Linked DNA regions of Zea mays: region 2 is linked to region 1. Evidence: chromatin contacts called from public Hi-C data. All regions are on one chromosome and are shown on one strand. The core of a region is the stretch at or near the end of the contact, and the rest is flanking DNA. Distances in the headings are between cores, read along the strand shown. Region 1 holds the start of LOC103641252 (pentatricopeptide repeat-containing protein, mitochondrial-like). Region 2 has its middle 63 kb from the start of LOC100381576.

Region 1 (5,016 bases), core at 1,001-3,500:
TCTGCATGAGAAAAAGGAACATTTCCAAAATTCGGAATGCACAAGAATTGTATATCTTGCAGTTCTAAAATTGTTTATGATAGAAAAGATAGCTGCATATCTCCAATTGATTAGTGCGGAAGTTGGGATTACTGTGCAAAAAAAATTTGATTGCCAGAATGCAACACGCTGTCCACAGTATCTCTAATGGTTTTTGCATGACAAAATCCAGCAGTGGTTTACTGGTTTTCCTTCAAAGCAACAACACACATAGAGCATTAGATCTTGAATTGTTCAATCAGTCTGAGAAGGCTATATGTCTCAGCGTCAGGCATTGCCCCTCTCAAAATCATTGTCCTCGACAAATCCGGCTCATAAACTTTTGCCTTCACATAAGCTTTCAGGAGGGTGTTATACACAAAGGAATTCAGAGAATATTTGGATTCATTCAGTTCACTGTACAGTCTCTTTGCATTTTCCAAGTCTCCAATTTCTGCAAAGTTCTCAAGCAACAGATGTGTGGTCTCCAACCATGGTGTTGAACTCCTCACCTTTTTAGTGACGACTTCCTTCTTTCCCATATCTATTGTGTTCAAAGCTTCTTTAACAAGACCTGATTTCAAGCAACCCAATGCTAAGTGGCGATAAGTAATAGCATTAGGCTGGCATCCATTTGCTCTCATTTCCTTGAATACAGATGATGCTTTATCGACAACACCGTGCCTGCAGTAAACTGATAACATAGAATTAAACTGTTCTGTAAGGCTTAACTTCTTTGTTGATTTTATATGGATCCATATCTTTTCTGCCTGGTCAATGGAGCCAACCTTTCCAAATGCTTCGATTGCTAGTGTGAAGCTTTTGGATCGAATATGAGGGAGGTCTTGCATGATCTCCCATGTCCTCTTTAGCTCCTTTTCCTTCCCAAGGTATCCATACAGGATAAGAAGAATTTCCAGCGTGGACCAATTAGTACCTGTCATGGAATTCTCAATGGCTTCTACATATGTATGGCAAACAGTATATAGCCTTGCAACAGCATGTGCAATGGCTAGAATGCCATAAGTGATCTCATTGGGCTCAATCTTTGCTCTTTTCATACCATTGAACACCCTGGCTAGCCCATCAATGTTGTGCTCATTGGCTTGTATTTTCAATAGGATGTTGTAGGTTGACGTGTGAGGGACCACACGATCAGCTTTCATCTGGGAAAGGATCTTGGATATAGTTTTCCTGCGACCGGGTGATGAGTGAAGGATGATCAGGCGGTTGTAAACATACGGCGAGATCGGCAGGGACAATTCTCTCATCTTCCTCATGTAAGCGTATGAATGCTTAATGTGATTCAGATCTAAAGCAGCCATGACAAGGTTGTTGTAGAGGAGCTCTTTCCGGCATTCCTGAGGCACGCGAAGGAAGAGGCTTTCGGCTTCAGAAATGCCATGGACTTTAGCTGTGAACTCCAGCAGATACGAGTAATCAAGCTCACTCAGCTTGTAGGGCCTCTCTCTCACGATCCATTCCATGACCTATGGGAAGGAAAAGAAAAAAAATCACATCCGGAGCAAATACTAGAAGGTAGGGAGATCTTATGTATAAATTAGTTACCAACTACTCCCACATTGTTCAAGCACAAATGAAGACTACCTAGTTCCACGGTGATGAGCTAACTAAGAAGTGAATTACCACCATTCAAATAAGCTTTCCACCACATCGTGAACAAGTACAGAAATCAGCAGAACACCTGGAAATTTCATGTCACTGCTCACTCAGCTCGCGCCAATCACCAAAGACAGAGAAAGTCTCGGCTGGGAATGCCATGAACGAGCAGAGGCGAAGTGGGGGGAAAGGGGAACCTGCAGGGCGGTGCGGTGTAGGCGGTGTCGTCGGAGGCGGTTGATGGCGTGGAATACGTGGCCACGGTGCACGGCGCGGCCGTCTGCCATCCAGCCCCGCATGGCCGCGCCGACCGACGCCGCCCGCTCCACCCGCCGCGCCAGGGAGCCCTCCTCCCCCGGCTCGTCGCGGAGCCCCTCCGCTCCAGCAGGAGGAGGCGCAGTGGTGTTGCTTCCGGAGCTGGTGAAGAATCCGGCGGCGTGGACGGGGAACGGCGGCCGCCGGTGCCGGAGCAGCACTCGCCACAACAGCATCGCGGCTTCGCAGATAGGCGGAGGGCGGAGGCCCCAGTACGGCAGGGTGGGGGCACCTGTCTCACTCACCTAACGCTGAGCGCCGGAGTCGTGGCCCAACTTCTATCGGTCGAGCCCATCAGCCCAAGTGCTCAACACAATTATCATGTCTGTGTACTGTCCTTAGATATATCATCACATATATTTATATATTATACATTAACTGATTTGTTCTTTAAAATCTATAGACCTGATAGCTATTTTTAGATAGATCTTGATTACTTGGCGCATTTTGAATCAATTAATTATATTAAGGTGCTCCTGTTTTGATCATCTCGTCACCCTAATTGTTCTCGTTGTCGTGGTGTACTGGTGTTATGATCTTGGCTAGTTTCTACTCGTGGTAAGGTAGAAAAACCCACAATTTCTATTGCTCAATCTACTGTGCTTGCTCTTTAGGATGCTCCTCATCTCTAGATATGTGTTCGTTTAATATATCTCTACTCATAATACAACGATGGTTGTGAGGTTTGATCAGTTGGATAGAGTAAAACCAGAGCCATGCCCACGAGTATGGATTGGGCCAAGCCACACAAGTGACATTTTGTTTGTTTGTGGTCAGTGCCACGGGGAGTAGTGGTATTTAGTGTGCTCTTGTGTTAGTGGTTCTCTCTCATGATGGACCAAGACGTTAGGCCCTCATCCAGGAGTCGATGATGGTGACATGAAGCCTTAGCCTCCTAGACAGGACAAGGGCAAGGTAGTGGAGCAGATGTGTCACAAGAATAAGAGCACCCCGACAGACATACACAATAGGTTATTAAGGTTGTAGCAACAACAAAGGCCTCAAAAGTGTGAAGGCAACAATGGTTATCTTAGGATTAGTGGCTCTAGATGGCACTCTACTCAACCACTTTGTTGGTCTTCTCGTAGGCGCACATTCGTTTACTCGATAGAGCCTCAGCTGCAGCTAGAGCCTGACTTAGGCAACAGTTTGCATCATAGAGCATGGTATGACCTAGAGGAGAGCAGGTCATGTTGTAAAGGCAGAGGAGAGTATGTTGTCCCACCTGCAGAGGCAGAGGAGAGCAAGCCGCACTATAGAGCACAAGATGACCTAGAGGTCCCACCTACAAAGGAGGGGGGGTCTACCACCTCACCATGTCGACCTCCATGGCACTTCAGCTAGCATAGTCAAGCCATATTGTCTTGCCTCATTTGACAAATGGTTCCCCAAGAAGCAGGATGTCAAGGCAGGTGACAACTTTTACACTACTTTTTAGGCCTATTTCTTCAAGACCTTTGAGTCAAAACAGATAGCATTATGTTCTCACAAGTTCTTGAAATTGGGTTTCTTGATAGCTGCATCTAGTTTATAGGAGACACAACAACACATTGAGTACATGCCTGTCTTAGAGGTTCTTGTGACACTAGTAGGGCTTTACTTGGAGGTGTGTGTTAGGGTTTTCTACTCTACCATTTGGATTGATGAAAACTCTCTTGTGGGTTTTGGTGGTTTGAATGACAACCCAAGTAAAGGACTAACATGTGTGCTAAGTGTTGAACAGGTGCTTAATGCAAATCTTATAGGGTTCATCACAAGTGAACAAGTGTGATGGTCCAAAGACTAGAATTTCTATAGATAATAGACATCACAAGTAAGATGGACATTGTTTAAGTGACATTGGGTGTGCATAACTCGGAGACAACTGATCAATCCAAGGATGGAGGCAAGAAGAGCTTCGAGGTACCGAGTGCACGGGAGAAGGTCAAAGAGGTCGAGGAACCCAAAGCCAGGGGTGAAGAAGAAGACTTGAAAAGTCAAGGTTGATCGAGTTGAGAAGAGATATGGTGCATCGAGGATCATGACTTAAGAAAATGACTTGTAACTAATGAGGTAATATTATGGTTATGTGGTGTAAGTCACAAGACTCAAGATGAAGCTCAAGAATTGAACAAGGTCACTAGAAGGAATAGTAGTAACAAAGCCAGTACCCAGAGGAGCCCGATAGAGCTAAGTTCACTTTGATCTTTAGTTTGGGTTGTTCCTATGTTTGGATATATTCTATGTGACCTTTGTAGGGTGTTGGAGCTCATATATGTCAATCTAGAACAAGTCAAGTTGACTTGACGGTTTAGAGTCCAACATCGACCTCAAACAGGCCAAAATGGGTAAAACAATGAAAAAGGTTAAGTATGCAAGGTTTGAGTGTTCGACTATGTTGCATACACCTCTTACTACAAGTGTGGTGCTTTGGTTTGCTCTCTAATTCTTTCTGTAAAGAAAGTGCCATTCTAAGCTCTACTTGAGGAGAAACAGAAAAGTTGGGAGAAGAACAGGAAAGAGGTAAGTTTCTATGACTAAGTCAATTGGATTATACTCTAAATGTGTTTGTTTAAGTCTCAGGAAAATCCTCCCAAAAGTTGAAGTCAAATGGAGAAAGAATGGAGGAAAAAGCACTCATTGTGCTGTTGGCTGGTGCACAACACAGTGAATAGTAAATGTCCGGTGCACAGGACAGTAAATAGTAACTGCCTGGTGCACATGACAGTGAATAGTAACATGTCCGGTGTACAGGTCAGTGAATAGTAACTTGTCTGGTGTACATGTCAGTGAATAGTAACATGTTTGGTGCACATAGGGCAGTGAATAGTAACATGTCCGGTGCACATTCAGTGAATAATAACATGTCCGGTGCACCAACGGCTAGCCCTTTTAGAGAAGGAAACTACCAATCAGATGCACCCGCAGACAGGGAAGGCCGGGAGCTTCCAAATGAAGCTCCAAGAGCTACTAGGCCCCCTGGGACTATAAAAGGGACCCCTATGCGCCTCCAACAAGTATACAAGAGCAGCCAATGTGACACCCCAGGTGTCTATTTCGTGTTATGTCGGGAGATTTATCCTA
Region 2 (5,016 bases), core at 914-3,413, 200 kb after region 1:
AATTTGATATCATTTCTATTTGTCCATGATAATAAAATAGAAATAAGCTGATAATATTACATGGTTATTCGTGTTATCTCTTGCATTTTATATAATCCTCCTTTCATTATCGTATACTGCAACCATGAAGGTATGACCTTCATGACCTTCGTCTGAAGATTATTATATCATAAGGGAAATAATGTCTCGAAGGACCAATGGCGTTAACGTTTAACATTTTTTGTGTTGCCTTGTTCTTAATTCATAGCATTTGAGAACAAGTCCCCAACAAATGGTAATATCAAGAAAAGGCTAATTGATTCTTTTGCATAAATGCTTTTAGTTCAAATTCATTTATAAAAGCAAGTAATTATTATTTGTATCTCATCTCATCATCTTATTGTAACAATGATCAACATCCAATCCAGAACCAGCCAAAACATAAAACTTGTAATCGTGTGAGGGTTCATGACGCTATTAACCATGAGCACAACTATCATGACTGTTTTCTTTCTGCATAGATTGTACACTTTTCCCACGATACGTGACTTCATTCCCCCATCCTCGAGAGTTCGAATATCTTTGTTTGGTCTATGGTTGCAAGCCACTTACAAACGTCATTGGTGTATGACCAGGAGAGCACTACAAGGTTTTTCGCTAACTTCCTCCAGGTTGCACACGTCCACTGAGGTTTTAACCAACAGGAAAGTACCCATTTCCTAGAAGGCACCCCTCTTGTGTCAAATGGATAGTAGGAGTACCCCTCCTACCCGCCCATCACTTTTTTGGCGGCTTTGGCGTACCCCGCCATCCCCGTACCACCGTTTGATATGCACAAATATGGATTTCATTAATCTGACTTATTTATCTTAGAAGTAGGCATTGGATATGATAAGAGAAAGGGGTAGAAGAGAGCCCTAGAGTCATCTATCTTTGTTTGAAGGGAGACAAAGTGTGTGATTCAGGTTTGGTGGTACTAGGATCTACGGTTCGAGCAACTTATAGGGCATGTTTGGCAGAGCTTCTAGAGTCGTTTGTTCATCGTCTACATAGAGTTTTGTAGGAAAACATTTCTAGTCGTAGAATCAGCTCCCACAGAGAATCTAGAGCAGAAAAGGCTCTACTAAACAGAGCCATGGATAGGGATATATATAAGGGAGTTTCTAACCATCTTTCTAGTGCTAGTTCCTCCATTTAAATTTGTCAGATATTTTAATTTTTCATATATATTGGTTTTATTGTACATCTTGTATATCTAAATATACAACAAAACTTACTCTCTCTCTCTCTCTCTCTCTCTCTATATATATATATATATATATATATATATATATATATATATATATATATATATATATATATATATATATAAAGTTATTAGATCATTCTATAATTTAGAACAGAGGGTGTAATTTAAATTATCTCCTATCTGAAGCTAATTATCGTGGCATATGCCGTTTTAGTCTATTTAATTAGGATTTGGGTCAACCCAAATAACTTTAAAAAGTCGAGATTGTATCCCTAGGTAAGATCATCGTTGGTGAGTGGATATAACTTCAACCAACATATTTTAAGTCGAAAGTAAGGTTAACTACGCATCAGTATACTACTACCTTCGTTCTTGGATATTTATCAATCGCTAATTCATTTTTAAATTAAACCGCGACAAATAAAAAAGAACGGAGCGCTAACGTGGAAGAAAGAGGTTATCGAGGGATCTGAAACATTAGTTTTGATGATGTGTTAAATATAGGTGTAATTTGTTTAGTGGATTTAGTGGAGTTTATGATTATGAGGTAATTTAGTTGTGTGAGTTTTATAAAATTTAAACCGATGAATTATATAATCTGATATATAACGCATACACCGACACCGATCACCGATGCATGGAGCTGCTGAGCTGCAGCCGGCGGAGGCGTCCCTGACTTCGCATGATGTCGTACACGAGGTAGTGGAGTACGCGGTGCACAAAGACCCTTCTCTCCTCATCTCACTCTCGAGTCTCGATCAGAGAGTGTGTATGTGTATATATAATAATAACAATTCATAGAATGATAGAATAGAAAACATAGCAGTCTGAATAAGGAAAGCATAAAAGATTGGACGAGCTCGTAGCAGTGTGCAAAGGGCCCGCAGGCGTCCACGTGGACCCCCAGGTCACCACCACGCTTGGATCCCAGGAGTCCCAGTCGTGGGCAGTAGGGGGGAATAGGGATGGGCACGGCTCCATCAGATGGTCACACGATGGGGACACCTAGCGTACGTCCGTGGAATTGGAAAGGGATAGCTGATGGTAACGTGTACGGAGAAGGGATTTATTATTCGGGGCTGGATGTGTCGAGATCGTGCTCGTGCGTTTGGTTGGCTAAAACTCTTCCCGTTCGGTAGGTCCATATCCAAGCCGTAACCAAGTCAGCATAGGATCGAGTGGAACCTTGTTACTTATTTCTAGTCACCAGTCTATTTTCAGATCAGAAACTAATCCAGAAGACAGACCACCTAGACTCATTCCAGACCAAGAATTGAAGGAGGGAAGTTGAAATCAGATGAGATTGTTTTCGGCCCAGCTTAAAAAGAACACTGCTAACATACTGGACCGGTTCTAACCTAGGCTGATTTATTCCAACTGGAAGTAGGCCCGGAATGGGCCAAACCGAATGCAGCCTTAGTTTTTTTTTGCACCATGAGTGTAGTTTAAAATAGAAGTTGTGATTAAGAAGTAGATGAGAGAATAATTGGAGATAGTCGTAGGCTGGATTCAGTGCAATAGACCCTTAGGTTACGGTTAGGAGACCGTGTATATGATCGTACAATATGTTTATAAGGTGAAGTTTGAAATAAGAGATGAGATATGAGAGCTAATGAAGATAGCTTTGTAGATCGTTACATCACCCTATGGATCACGCTGTCGGTCATCTTCGGCCCTTACCTACTGCGACGCTTCAATATACACTCTTTATTGTCAGCCATCTAACTCATCGCCACATTAGCTTTCTTTTTGCAGACGTTTGTTTCGAAGAAAACACTGTTTTTATTGAAATAAAAAAATCATCCGAATAAATAATAAGCAAACAAAAATGACATAATTTATAATAAAAAATAAAATTATACAGTTTATAAACCACAGATAAAAATTACATAATTTATATAACATAAATAAAAAATTACATAGTTTCTAAAGCTCACAAATTACATTTTTTTAATTTTATTTTTTCTCATAGATTTTTTGGACTTCAAACTATATAAAAATGTAGCTGACATGACACAAGCGTTACACCACAAAAATATTGTCTGTACCGATTCGACTCCAACACAGGGTGTTTGGAATGACTCTAGGTTCTAGCTCCAACGTGGAATTGTATTTTATAAAATCAATTTAAATAGTTTTAAAAATATTTTTAGTCTAAATAATAAACGGAATAACTTATCTAAATGTCTTTTAAAGATTTACAGCTCTAACTTTATAATTTTCTAGAGCAGCGAATGATAGGCAGCTCCACCAACCGGCTGGCCGAACCGACCTCTCGTTGGGATGAGATCAATCGAACCACATCAACTTCAATGGTTTCTCTTTCCGATTCAATATGGATAGGGTAGAGAAAATTAACTCTTTGCTCTATTAGTTAGTAGTGCTGCTACAATAGTTTTGCTGGTGAAGTTGAAGACATGAAGCAACCTTTAAACTAGAAAACGATGAAGTTTCTGGCTTTACTAGTTCTGACTCATCTAACCTATTGTAGTAAGAATCTAAAACTAGAGAAAGCCATACTAAATAGGCCCTTGGCTCGTTGGATAGACTATAATGCTTTTCTTCTACTTACTACGTGTTCAGATGCGTCGTGTATGTATATATTCATTTTAATCTATGTATGTTAGAGTGGTTTGACATGGATTTTAAACTAAATTTCACATCAGCCCAGTATCATTTATATAAATTAAGGCAAATATATGTGCATTTAAACAAAGTCTTAGGCTATCTCCAACAACCTTACTCATCACATCTCCTATTTCAAACTTGAAACTCCACTCCTTAAATAGTGTGGTATACAGTGCAAAAACAGTACAAAATTAGTGTTTTGCACGACCATATACACGGTCTACTGCCTATAGCCTCAGGCATCTTAAGGTGCGTATTATATATTCAATCAATATTTTTTTTTCAAATGGATCAAGATATAATTTAAATTAATTTCAATGTCAACCTACTCCAACACATATGTAACAAGAAAGCTACATGTGTATCCAAATAAGACATAGAGAGTACTAGTATCATGCTTGTGCGTTACGACGACACACAATCATATTTGTTGGTATTGGTTGGGGCAAGCCAAACCCTACCAGCAATGCAACAGTTGTACGACATGCGAGAGCCAGGTAAGCTAGTGTGGTGGACCCTCCACACAAAAAATACCCATAAAAATAAATTTAATACTTCCTCCATTCTTGAATATTTGTCGCCCGCTAGTTCATTTTTGAACTAAACGACGACAAATAAAAAGAATGGAGGGAGTATGAAAGTGAACATATAGTCCACATACCAGATATTAAATTGATAAGAACAAATATTACACTTTATTTTAGCCAAAAGACTGAAAAAGGTACGAGTTAAAAAGGAGCATGATCCCTTTTTTATAACTCGCTCGGTCATTTGTTCTCATTTAGCTACCAGGATGGTACTAAGTGGTAGTGTTACACAGCATGCGACTTCCTGTTGTATTAGGCTTGGGTAGTTTCTCACGACTCACTGGTGGGCGAAAAGCGGAGGAGAGGGACAGACCTACACCCTATCGTGTTGGACTTATGTTGATTTCTCACGACACATGTGTGGGTTAACAACCAACTTGTAGGCGAGTGTTCGAACCGGTTTTGAGCCGGCGGACAGTCCGGCCCTGAGGCCGGACGGTCCGCTGTCCGGACGGTCCGCGCCTGTGGGCCGGACGGTCCGCGCGTGCGCAGAACAGATTAGGGTTCCGAGTTTTGTGCTACGGTTGTTAGCTATATTCGCGGGATTAGCTCGGAATCAGTTGTGTAAAGGGT

The links. Hi-C and Micro-C count contacts between places; a contact is called where the count stands out from the background.
Region 2: a Hi-C map of bundle sheath shows a contact between it and region 1, with 3 times the contacts expected there. The contact joins the enhancer-like site here to the promoter of LOC103641252 in region 1. A contact is called at or near these places in 2 of 25 Hi-C or Micro-C datasets (bundle sheath and leaf).

The regions. Positions count from the first base shown.
Region 1 is chr10:77,744,437-77,749,452 of Zm-B73-REFERENCE-NAM-5.0, forward strand. LOC103641252 (pentatricopeptide repeat-containing protein, mitochondrial-like) reads right to left here and starts at 2,251. Exons shown (of 2, transcript XM_008664615.4): 1 at 1,836-2,251; 2 at 1-1,508. The coding sequence starts at 2,129. The coding sequence ends at 258.
Region 2 is chr10:77,941,963-77,946,978 of Zm-B73-REFERENCE-NAM-5.0, forward strand. It overlaps the pseudogene LOC111590417. Among protein-coding and RNA genes, the nearest start is that of LOC100381576, 63 kb to the left of the region's middle. Within about 2 kb of position 2,164, at least 17 of the 20 cell types and tissues checked have an H3K27ac peak or open chromatin away from gene starts, as enhancers often do. A contact at or near this core is called in bundle sheath and leaf, where this site is marked.